Linked DNA regions of Oryctolagus cuniculus: region 1 is linked to region 2. The links are chromatin contacts, called in public Micro-C maps. All regions are on one chromosome and are shown on one strand. The core of a region is the stretch at or near the end of the contact, and the rest is flanking DNA. Distances in the headings are between cores, read along the strand shown.

Region 1 (6,117 bases), core at 2,209-4,708, 390 kb before region 2:
GGGTGAAAATTAGCAAATTCTTCCCCAGATTTTCTGGCACAGGGCAGAGCAGAGGGGCTTCCCTTAGGGCCTCTGTGAAGGTTTTATTGCCCCTTGTTATCAGGTAACCCATTTGGTCCTGAGGAGAGAATTCTCCTGGGAGGTTGTGGGGGAGGGGAGGGCTGGGACCACCTGGGAGGTTCTCAGGGTCTGAGCAGGACTTTGAAGTGCAAGATGCTGGGCTTCTAGAGCTTCCGCAGTGGGTGCTGGTCTTCAGGCCTGTCTCATACACACATAGGCTCAACTTCTGACTTCATACCTAACACTTCCAATTCAGCTTCCTGCTAGTGCACACCCTGGGAGGCAGCAAGTGATGGCTTGAATACTTGGGGCCCTGCCAACCATGTGGGAGACCCAGACTGAGCTCCCAGGTCCTTGCTTTGGCTGCTGTGGGCATTTGAGGGAGGTGTGAATCAATGTCTGGGAGACCTCTCTCCATCTCTCTCTGTTTCTCTGCCTTCCAAATAAAAAAAATTTTAGTAGTGAAATTTGTATTCACATTTTTTGTATTATTTCAAAGACAAGCAGACAGAAACAGACAAAGCTGCCACCTACTGGTTCACTTCCCAAATGGACTGGGCTGGACTGGACTGGGCTGAAGCCAGGAGCCAGGTCCTCCCTATGGGTAGCTAGAACCCAGTTACTTGAGTCATCACCATCACCACTACCCGCAACGGTCTGCATTAGCAGTAAGCTGGAGCCAGGAGGGAGGAGCTAGAGCACTGCGACCGGGGACAGAGCATCCAATCGCTAAGCTAACTGCTTGCGCCATGTTCTGTCTTTCACTGTGCTCTTTCATGCTCTGGAACAAACTGACACTTCTCTGGAACCCTCTATTTCCTTGCAAAACAAGGCTCATTTCCCTACCTTGCAGTGTCTGTTATTCTTGCCCCTTGCATGGTCTCAACAAACTATATAAAATATAACTTCTAACCAATTTAATAGTTTCTATTTCATAGATGAATTGGAAGTAGCCAATTGAACATTGTCATGGGCAAGGGTTTATCAGAGTAATAAAGCTCATAAATATACACATTCTTTTATACCTTCTGAAAATGACAAAAATGAACACAAGACCAAAAGAATACTCAGGGGCCGGTGCTGTGTCATAGTGGGTTAAGCGGCTGCCTGCAGTGCCGGCATCCCATATAGGCACTGATTTTTGTCCTGGCTGCTCTGAAGTAGGCAGGCATAGAGGTTAAAATTAATTAGGTTTGTGAGCTGGAAGACCACGCCTTCATCATGCCCCTGTGTGACCTCATCCCCCTACCTGGCCTCACCTGGGTGCCCACCAGCCAATCAGGTTAATTAACCACTTCCCTTTGGAAGTGGGTTAAAGGCCTGGGACACGGTGTGTCTGGCTCTCTCTTCTTCCCTGGCCTCTTGCCAGCAGGGGGCTGGCTGTAGCCCTGTGCCTCTAGGGTGCGTGGCCTTCGGGCCACCCACCCTGGGCTTCCTGGCCTAGATGCTCCTCCACGTGGCTGGTTCCTGGTGCTCGGTACGAACCCATATTTACCTCTCTCTCTTAAATAAAGCTCTCACTCTCCTATGTATCATTCACACTAAATAAAAGCTTAAAATGTGCCATGCTGCCTCGTTTATCTGTGCTGGTATTTAGAATTCTGTAAATATTAGGCAAGAACCCTCTTGGGCTTATTAATATTGCGGATTTATTAATAAGCATATGGTGAAATCGTATGGCACCCCAAATTCCGGTAGCACATGTGGCACCCCAGATAGCACTTCCGGGGAACTTTAAAGGGCTACATTTTTGTGTAGATTTTAGGGGGTCATGTCCGATTTCAGCTCCACTTCCAATCCAGCTCTCTGCTATGGCCTGGAAGACAGTAGAAGATGGCCCAAGTCCTTGGGCCCCTGCACCCGCATGGGCGACCTAGAAGAAGCTCCTGGCTCCTGGCTTCAGATCGGCACAGCTATGTCTGTCGCAGTCATGTCATGTGGGGAGTGAACCAGCGGGTGGAAGACCTCTCTCTCGCTCTCTCTCATTCTCTCCACCCCCTGCCTCTCTGTAATTCTGCCTTTCAAATAAATAAATAAATCTTTATAAAAAATACCCATTCTATGGCAAATAAAAACAGGGGCCTGCGCCGTGGCTCACTTGGTTAATCCTCTGCCTCGCAGCGCCGGCATCCCATATGGACACCAGATTCTGTCCCAGTTGCTCCTCTTCCAGTCCAGCTCTCTGCTGTGGCCTGGGAGGGCAGTGGAGGATGGCCCAAGTGCTTGGGCTCCTGCACCCTCATGGGAGACCAGGAAGAAGGCTCCTGGCTTCGGATTGGCACACCACCGGCCATGGTGGCCATTTGGGGAGTTAACCAACAGAAGAAGGACCTTTTCTCTGTCTCTCTCACTGTCTATAATTCTACCTGTCAAAGAAATTAAAAAAAAATAAAGAAGCCTGTTCTAAATTTCAGATAGACAGATACATGGAGAAACATAAAAATTTACCAGTCCAGACCTCATATAACTTTTCTTACTAGAAGACCCGATGAAAGATATGCTAGGGCTTAAAAAAAGCCACCAAGTACATCTATTAAGTCACACAATTTGTCTACATCTCATAAGTGCACTTAAGCATCTCCATAGAACATCGTGATTCCCAACACTGGAATATAATTTTCAAATATGTGGTCTCATATGCAAATATAAAATAAACACATATCATGGTTTTATTTAACTCATTAGTAAATGAGGAAACCAGTCAGATATGAAAATCAATTCAAAGAGCATTTGAAAAGCAAGGAATTTATCAGTCAAGAAATGTCAGACAGGACCTCAGTGTTACATACATAACTGATTAATGTCTTCCAGATAATAAATCATAACCTTGGAAGTATCTTATTGACCTAGTAGAAATTATTAGCATTTTTACCAGTCAAAAATCCACACGTTTGCCTCTGCTTTTGTCCCCTGCCTGCACCAGGTTGTAAAACAGTTCAGTTCATTGAAAGTCAATCCTAGAACAGCACTGAAAGAACATCAGGTAATCTCTTGCCTATTTCCAACTTTTGGTCATTTTTTTTTTTGCAAGAATGAGACATTACAAATATTGCATAGGATGTACACTAATAAAAGTATTCATTCACCTGAAATTCGTATAAAATTGTATTTAGCTGAAAACCCTAGTTACAAATTAACAAAAACTTTTCCAATTCTGTAGGGTTCGGTTGCCAACATTGTGTCTATGAAATCTGTGCTTTAGTTCAGGATCTGACTGGTTAATAACTAATTGGTGTTTCTACTGCGCGTCTGTTCTTTATTTGCACCAATAGGGGGCGCGTGTAACTTGTAGTCCAAGAGCCCACAAAAGTGTTTCTACCTCCGATCCGCTGGGGGTCGGCGTATGAATTGCTTAGATTTCGCAACCGGGCTCGAAACACTGGCGCTCTAGGCATTTGTGCGCATGCGTAGAACCGCTCTTGGCGAGGGGGCGGGGGCGTCAGGCCCGGACTGCGCAGGCGTTGGAGTGAGCGCGCGGAGGAGGTTGGTGAGACCTCTGCAAGGCAGGTGACGCTGCCGGCGCTGTGGCTGGGGCGGTCGGTGGTGGGACTCTCGGGAGCTCTGGTGAATCCTGCGTGTCTGCGGCTGGTTGGAGATGCCCGGCCGGGGCGTGCACCCGGAGGACAGCGCTGTGCCGGTCCCCGCCGGCGGCCGGACCTTACACAAGGAGGATCTTTGCAACAAGGTGGGCGTGGGACGCAGCGAGCAGGCCTCCCGGGCTTAGGACCCGGCGCCTGGGGCAACCCAGAGAGGGCCGGCCGCGAGCAGCGCGGGGCTTCGCTGGAGACGGCCTCGGCTTGCGCTGCTCTGCTGTTGGTAGCAGTCGGCACTTCCCCTTCCCTGGAAGTAGTCGCGCTAAGCGTCTTGTGGGCTGAGTTTCCGCGGCCCTTCCAGATCTGTAGCTCACCCCTTCCGTTACCCCTGCCAGCGGCATGGGCTCATCCTTGACGTCGGTCTACACCTGAAACCCACTTCCGGTACGAGTGTGACTTTAGTCCCGAGGACGCACGCTCCTGCGTCCCTGAACGAGCCGCCCTCATCGGCTGCCCCGGACCCCCGCAAAGGGCTCCCTAGCCCACCTGCTGCCTTCTCTGTTCCCCGCTGTAGCCGCAGTGGCCGCCCTAAACCTCGCACATCTGATTGTCACTCATCTGCGGAGAAAGAGGGGGAGGGGAGCCACTCTGATACTGACCTGAACTGCCGGAAACAGGTGCAACCTTTAAACGTGTGGAGGAGGGAGTTCAATGTCCTGCATTCTTCACTGGTTCTGCTCCAAGCTAGTAGTGGTGTCTTGGACAGACCTCTCTGTTCTCTCTGCATCACAGCTTCCTTCTTTGGTGGGAAGTGAAATACAGACCTGACATCCCTAAACTGCACAAGAAAGCACTGTGGTACAAGCGTTAAGTCTCAAAGAGGGGGAGGGTATAGTTTCAACCTTGGAAGTCAGCCTTATCCTGTCCCTTCTGCAGCTGTGTCAGCTCTGGAGACAACAAGGGGGAGACTCATGGGGCAGGGAGTGAATTTGCAAAATACAGCCCACTCTGCTGCCGACCTATGGCAGATCCCTCAAGTGTGTGGTGCAGTGTAAAAATCTTACATCTGGTTTTAGAGGCGCTGGTGATGTTAGGTAATAGATCGTGTTCATAAAATAGCCAGTTACTAGAAAGTATCAGAAAGTTTGCACTTACTTGAGTTCTCTCCTGAAATTGAAAAGTGAAGCCAGCACTGTGCAAAGAAGATTGATGCCAAGACAGGGGGATTTAGAACTACTTGGTTAAAAGGACTGTCTAGCCGCACCATTTAGTACACAAATCGTCAGAGACTGGTATTACTTCTGGTGCATATCGTCTGTTTGTATAGGCCTTGTTCAGTAACTGTGGCCACAGGCATGAAGGCCGGTTGCCAACATCAAACCCACTGGCTGGGCTCCGTGGGTTGTGTGACATTTAGATGTCTAATGCCCATTTCCCCCTCCACCTGTGCACACATAGACTGGAAAGAATCTTCTCAGACTGCCCATTTGGACAATCAGCGCATGATACCTTCTTACGCCATCTGCCTAATTTTAAAGCCGTCATCTAATTGAACATGTTTTTAAGAGTTAAAATTCTGTTTTAAGCGTTTCTCTTTATTTCAGTAGATTAAAGAACAAAAAGTCGTTGTGGATGAACTTTCTAACCTGAAGAAGAACAGGGTGAGTTATAGAAATTCTGAATAGTATGTGGGAAGCTTGGTTATATTTATATTATATAAAATCATAAAAGTTGTATGGAAGGTTTATATAAAGGTTGACAAGTTTTCGGCATCTCTTTAAATTGCAAAAGCCCAGTGCCTACGTTTATTTTAAACTGTACGTACATAGATCTCATAAAGCTGAAGATGTCTCTTCCTTTTCATATGCCATTTACACGACCTTTAAAGCTAATGACGCAGATTGGATTTTGGTATCTTCAAGCTGTACCACTAATGTAACTATTTTATGCTTGAATTTGGTGTGTATTTTTGAAATAAATGAACTTAAAGTTTATTGAGAAGAAACTATCCCTTAAAGTAAATGTTGAACAAAAAATTACTTCTCTCACCGCCCCCCCAAAATCTTCTCAGTGCTTAGCATTATTTTTAAATGCAATTTCTGTGTATATATTCATAAGCAAGCCATCTTTGTTGCTTCATGTGTAGTTATACATTAAACTACATTAAAATTACATTTTAATGTTCAGGAGTAAATGACTTTGAGCTCTTTCAAGCGCCTAAAGATTATAACTGACAGATTAGACATTTCTGATATTGTTGCCAGCTACAAAGATGTCCATCACAACACTGATCTATAATACTTGAGGGACAGTAATACCTTAAATGTCTAACATTTGAGGATTGAGCAAATAAATGTAGTATGTCATACGATGATATTATAAAGGAATACATATTGATAAGAAAAAGTGTTCTTGATATAGTCATTGTAAAACTATAGATGATAGTAGAAGCCTTTTTTATTAAAATAACAGTGGTATTATGGTTTACAAGGGAAAAAAACAAGTTTCACCTCACTGGTAATGA
Region 2 (5,804 bases), core at 192-2,691:
GATGTTATATTCAGGCTGTCTCAAAAGTTTGCCTTTATGTCTGAGCTGTCATTCTAAACACAAGCATGAACAAATTCTTTTGGCTTTCAAAAATCATTGATAAATAAGGCCAATCTACTCCAGCACTATTTGGTAGGAAATTCTTAAAGGAAAATTATTTGTTGCACTGTAATCTGATTACTGAATAAGGGAAACAATACTATGAAACTGTTTTGAGTCCAGTTTAAAGCTTACAAAGAACTGTGTTAAAGCAAGATCACAGACACATGGCCCCAAAATCATTCTTGCCGTGCCTTCTCTGTCAAGGTGTCTGTTTCCCTTTCCGGGTGAAAGTATTCTTTCGAGCCTACCGAAAGAGGAATTGTAGGAAATACATTTTCTTCCAGGAGCAACGTTGATACTACAGGTAATAGTCGTTCCATTATGAAGAATGAAATATTCGTGAAGGTTATTAAGCAGTATGCCTGCTTGGAAATACACGCACTCAGTACTGCCAACAATAGCACCATGGTCAAGGTACGAGAGGACTTCAGGAGCCGTAACTTGCCCAACTGAAGTGTTTATTTCCTAGACATTTTCTGAATTTGAAGTCACGGTTTATTTCGTCATTGCTCTTACTAATACATAAAGTATTTAAAATATTTTCTTGCTCCTCAGTGTAATAGCCTCCGAAAGGAAACATTTTAATCTGTGAAGCACACAAAACACTGTGAGAGAGTTTGGAATAACAGAAATCGCTGGAGGTGTTCAGCAGTGCTCAAAGAAGCTTAAAATTCTAGCAAGTTCCTTCCTTTCTTTATTACTAGTGAAAAGCTTATTGTAATAAATGCATATTTTGGTTTACAAGTGCACTTATAAAATTCCCTGTGAGTTTTTAACATTGCTGTAGTATCTGCCAGTCCTCGCCTTGCTGGTTGGTATGAGGCTGTGAAGGCATAAGCATGCTGTATTTGCCAATTAAACTAGATAATATTAACGCTGTGCAAGCTTTTTATCTTTTAGCTTTTTAGCTTTTTAAGGAAACAGACAGTGTGACAGATTTCAGTTTCAACATATTTCTCACAAAATCTTGAAAAGAAGAGACTGTCTTTCCTGCTTCTTACATAAAAGCTGACAGCTTATTAAAAGAGCCTGAAAATAGATCTGTTTCCCATAAACACTAGAACAACAGTCAGCAGAACTGTTGACATACACTAATAGGACTACTTACACTCGGTAGGCATAGTAATGATTGTTTCCGTCGTAGCGTGATAATCGTCATCTTCCAAAGAGCCATCACTGCTGTCATCCCTCTGAACGTCGTACTGATCAATCAGTTCCCGGAGTGGAGGAGCTTTGGGTAAAAGTTGTCTTATAGCATCTTTGCTGATGTTAGGAGCTGTTTCCAGGCGAAGTTTACTGAGGATTTGAATCTTTATGGCTTCTATTCTTGAATATTTACTGTTTTGTCTCCAAGTGCATGCATTACACAGCCCGTCTTTTTCCACATTTTCTTTTTGCTCACTGTTTTCATTTAGATCCACTGGGCCAGCCACGATCAGCATAAACAGGTAAATATAAACATAGATTTGCAGTTTTTGCATGATTTTAAAAGCTATACAATCCTTTCCCTTGTTCTTATGTCTTCCTTTTACTTTTCTTTTGCTTTTCAGTAATGGCAAGCAAAATTGTAATGCATGAACAGCTTGAGAGACAACTTGCCACACCGGTGGATCTTTGATACTGTATTCCAAGTGGCTTTTTATATTCCAACTTAGATGAGACAAGTGTCGTCAGGGTCTATGATTGGCTCTTGCTCCACAATGAATCTCGCTGTCAGAGGTTAAAACCCTGTCTGTCACAAGTCACCAAACAGTATTTTGTTACAGTCAAGGGTGAGCTAATTCATTTGACTAGTTCATAAAAGAAAGAAATCTACAAATAATGAAAGGCCTATGTTACATTTGAAAAGTGAAAGTCTGTGTTAACAGTAAAATCAGCTATACTTAAATCTTATTCATCTTTATAAACCCTTAAGTTATAATTTAACTGAGTAATTTTAATTTACACTTCATGCTTACAAGTGAAACATTAGTTCCTCAGAAGTTGAAATGATTTTATATTCTTTAGGCCAGTATTTGCAGTAAAAATATTTTTTATTTTTTATTTTATATTACGTTTAGTTTAGGCAAGCATTTGAAGTTAAAATATTTATTTCATTTGTTGCATCAAATTATTTTTAGTGCTAAGTAATTAAGAAAGTAAAAATTAGGAAGGCCTGAATTTAAAAGAAAACATAAGATTGTGATACTAGTAAGATTTTCATCTACATTCAAGAAATTTGCTTTCCATTGACTAAATTCTTAGCTCATGTTGAAAATCATAATTGCTGTAATGTTACATTATGCATGGAATTATTTTTAAGTAGATTAATGTCTTCTGCTAATATGAAAATTAGACACAATTTATATTTTATTTTTAAATTTTTGAATGATACACAAAAATTATATGTATTTATGGGTGCCAAGTGGGTTTTCTATATATGTGTACATTGCATAATGTCCAAATCAGGATCAACATTTCTCTCTTCAAACATTTATCATTTCTCTATGGCAAAAGCATTCAAAATCCTGTCTCCTTTTTTTGTTTTTATAGAACTTTACAGCACATTAAGGTCATGTGTAGTCTGATCACTATTATGGTATTTCCTGTTCTCAAGGAATTAATATAATTATTAATGCAGATTAATATTCCGAGGATGTGCTTCCTCATTGTTTATTATCAGCCAGCTGAAACCTCTCTGAACTGAGAAGAGAATGCATTTTGTGACTGGTGCTGCAGCACTTATCTGTTCGCCTCAGATTTCCAGTGGTAAAAGTAAAAAGTCTTGTGTCTATTCTTAAGAGAAAGAGCACCATAAGAGAGGGGTGCCCTTTTGCTGCTTCCCAACACTGTGATCGGTTTGTACCCCTTTGCCAGTTTCTCGATTTGACCACAGGGCAGACACCTGGCAGGGGTTTGGGGCAAGGTCTGGGAGCAGAGAATGGAGCTTTTTGTTCTCCAAATGTAAGTGGCCTCTGGAGGATCAAACTCTCAACCCCAGCTTTGAGAGCCACAAGATCTAATCAAATGAACTATTAAAGAGCTATACAAACATAGCCAGTGAGAAACAGAAGATATTTCCAGGCCACAGGATTTCTTCTTCCGACCCCTTTTTGGGAAGCTGAGGACTCCTAAGAGATTTAATCCATTACTTTTTGTTGTGGTTGTTCCAAGAGAATGCAGTGGCTCATATCAAATATTTATTTTTTAGGTCACTACCATTTTTGCACACTGTCCACCAATTTACTGCCTCAGTGCACTAAAATGCAACTCAGTAGCCTGAAAAGTTAATGCATTTTCATCAAATTCTTAAGAGGTGTCTACATCTCTTGAGAAAAAATGGCCTTCCATAATGCATTGGATTTGCCCATCATTAAAGATTAAGGAAAACCAGACACGAACCAGATGCCCTGAGGATTTCAGATACTCTTTGTTACGGAACAGTATCAGATCAGGCTTATAAAGTTTTATTTGTTTGGCAAATTCATTTTTCAATATAAAAGCCTTTGTCATGTTATCTGCTATGTAGCATATGCTTCAATACGCTTACTTCTGAATAAGTCAACGCCCCACCTCTCCTTTTTTATACATGCTTAGAATTGCAGAGCATTTGGGAACGCAAGCTCCGAAGTCAAATAGACCCGAGTTCCAATCTCCACTTTGCCACTTCTCATTATCTGGAAACAAATGAGGTACTTACCTTCTTTAACCTTTGTTTCCTCATAGAGTTTTCAGGGGTTATAATTCAATAATGCATATAAATTGCTGAACATGGCACGTATCATGTAGTAAGTGATCGGTGCCTGGTCTTGAGTGCTTGCTGTTTGTTCCCTGCATACGTTTTGAGAGTATGCTTAAAATGATCCTCTACACGAATAAACACCACATCCGGTTGTCACTGCCAATTGTCAATACCTATAGGCTACCTCTGTAGGCGTCTGAGACAAGGAAAGTTTTCTAATGCAATCCTGTTACAAGACATGTGTCAGTTCTTTATTCTTACTCCTGGAATGAAGAAAACAGAGGTTGACACTTCGACATCTCATCAATTCTCACTGTTCATGGATTCCATATTTGTAAATTTTCCTGGTCGTTGAAATCTATTTATAAAAGTCAGTATTCCCGGTGCTTTTGAGGCTTCTGACACACATGTTCCCAGCTGAGGTCAGACAAGGCAGGGCTCTGCCTTATTGTTTCAGCTCTCATACTCTAAACATGTGCCCTTTTTGTGATCTGTGTAGTGCTACGTTTTTCACATTTTTTTGTCCGTTGCTGTTGTTGTTGTTACTGAATACGCTGTTTAAAAATGACCACTGAGTGCAGTGGTGAATTTGAAGCACTGTGGAGCATTCCTAAGCATAAGGCGGCTATGATAGAACATAGACCAGGAGTGGCCAGGAGCTGGGGAGTGGATGGGTTGGGGAGGTGGTGGTTACTGTTTAATAGATAACGAGTTTCGTTTGGGAAGATGAGAATGTTCTGGAACTAAATGGTTGTGATTTATGCTTAAAAATGGTTTAAATGGTAAAGTATGTTTATGTATCTTGTGCCGCATTTCTAAAAGACAATGATATGCTTTAGCAAAAAAAATTTCCTTATTAAAAACCACATGTGTTTAGATAAGCTGAGGCAAGAGTTCAATGCTGTGACTATGAGTTCAGTGTTAGTGAACAATATACAAGTATATTAAAGAATATGTATTAAAAGCAGACACATACATGAAAGCAGGTTCTGTGTTGACTGGTAGATAAAAATGTTGTGACCAGAGACTCATCTAACACTGTATCTCCTCTAGGAGTAATGGTCTACTATTTACTAAGTCAAGGATGGTGATGACTTCAAAGAACATAATTGCCATCTAAATGAGATGTATTAATCAGCTTTTCTGGGTTAAGAAGTAACCAGAAGATTTCAAGAACTTTCTTTCCTTTTCCAATGGCAGAGCCTACTACTTTCCCATGCCTCAGAGCAGGCAGGCTCATTGGGTGTAGGAACCTTCACTGTGGTCTGATTGCTGGGTTCCCAGTTTGGCTGCTGTCTTCATGGAGATAGGACAAAGCATCACTAGGATGAGTGAGTGGAGAAGAATCCCTTCAAGTTGAGTGGATTAGCTTGATCTGTCAGCTCTTGGCTTTGTCTTAGGTTAACCATTTTGAAAAACAGTTTCTCCTAATAGTCAGATTTTAGGCAGCCTATTCAGTACCTCACATCAATTGTGGTGTTCTTCCTTGCATTAGATGGGCTGTTGTGGTTCTTACATTTTCTGTACCCATCAATAAGTGACAAGCAAACCTTTCTCATCTCTGCAAGAAATACCAATGGGTTGTCTCAAAGCAAGATTGAGGGTGTAAAGTATATTGTCCAAAATAATGATTATGGCTTCACACTTTCCAAAGTCTGGGAACTACAGAGTACACACCAGTATAAACACTTGCAGGAAGTTTAACAATGTGGCTGAAAGAGAGAGCAAGCAAGAGAGAGAGAGAGAGTATGCAAGAGAGAGATTATGAATTTAAGTAAGGAAAATAACAATTCATGAAAAGTGTAACAGAAAACTACATTTTATCTGATCATTATAGCTGTTTCCTTATAATAATAGCTCTTTGGTATCACTCCATGCTAATTATTCTTAAAGCTGGAAAAAACTGTATAGTGTTCAACTTTTTGGTAACTGACTATCCAAATTTTGAAAAAAAAGTCCCTGAGCTCAGAAATAAGATTAT

The links. A called contact is a pair of places that touch in the nucleus more often than the background predicts.
Region 1: a contact with region 2 is called in a Micro-C map of ear pinna, with 5 times the contacts expected there. The contact joins the promoter of ASDURF here to the promoter of C3H2orf88 in region 2. A contact is called at or near these places in 3 of 6 Hi-C or Micro-C datasets (ear pinna, psoas muscle and an unstated tissue).

What each region holds. Positions count from the first base shown.
Region 1 is chr3:50,691,893-50,698,009 of mOryCun1.1, reverse strand. ASDURF (ASNSD1 upstream open reading frame) reads left to right here and starts at 3,458. Exons shown (of 4, transcript XM_051848363.2): 1 at 3,458-3,745; 2 at 5,201-5,254. The coding sequence starts at 3,656.
Region 2 is chr3:50,296,892-50,302,695 of mOryCun1.1, reverse strand. It overlaps C3H2orf88 (chromosome 3 C2orf88 homolog), which reads left to right and starts at 1,441. Exons shown (of 7, transcript XR_011387190.1): 1 at 1,441-1,550; 2 at 1,653-3,773. It overlaps MSTN (myostatin), which reads right to left and starts at 1,583. Exons shown (of 3, transcript NM_001109821.1): 1 at 1,211-1,583. The coding sequence starts at 1,583.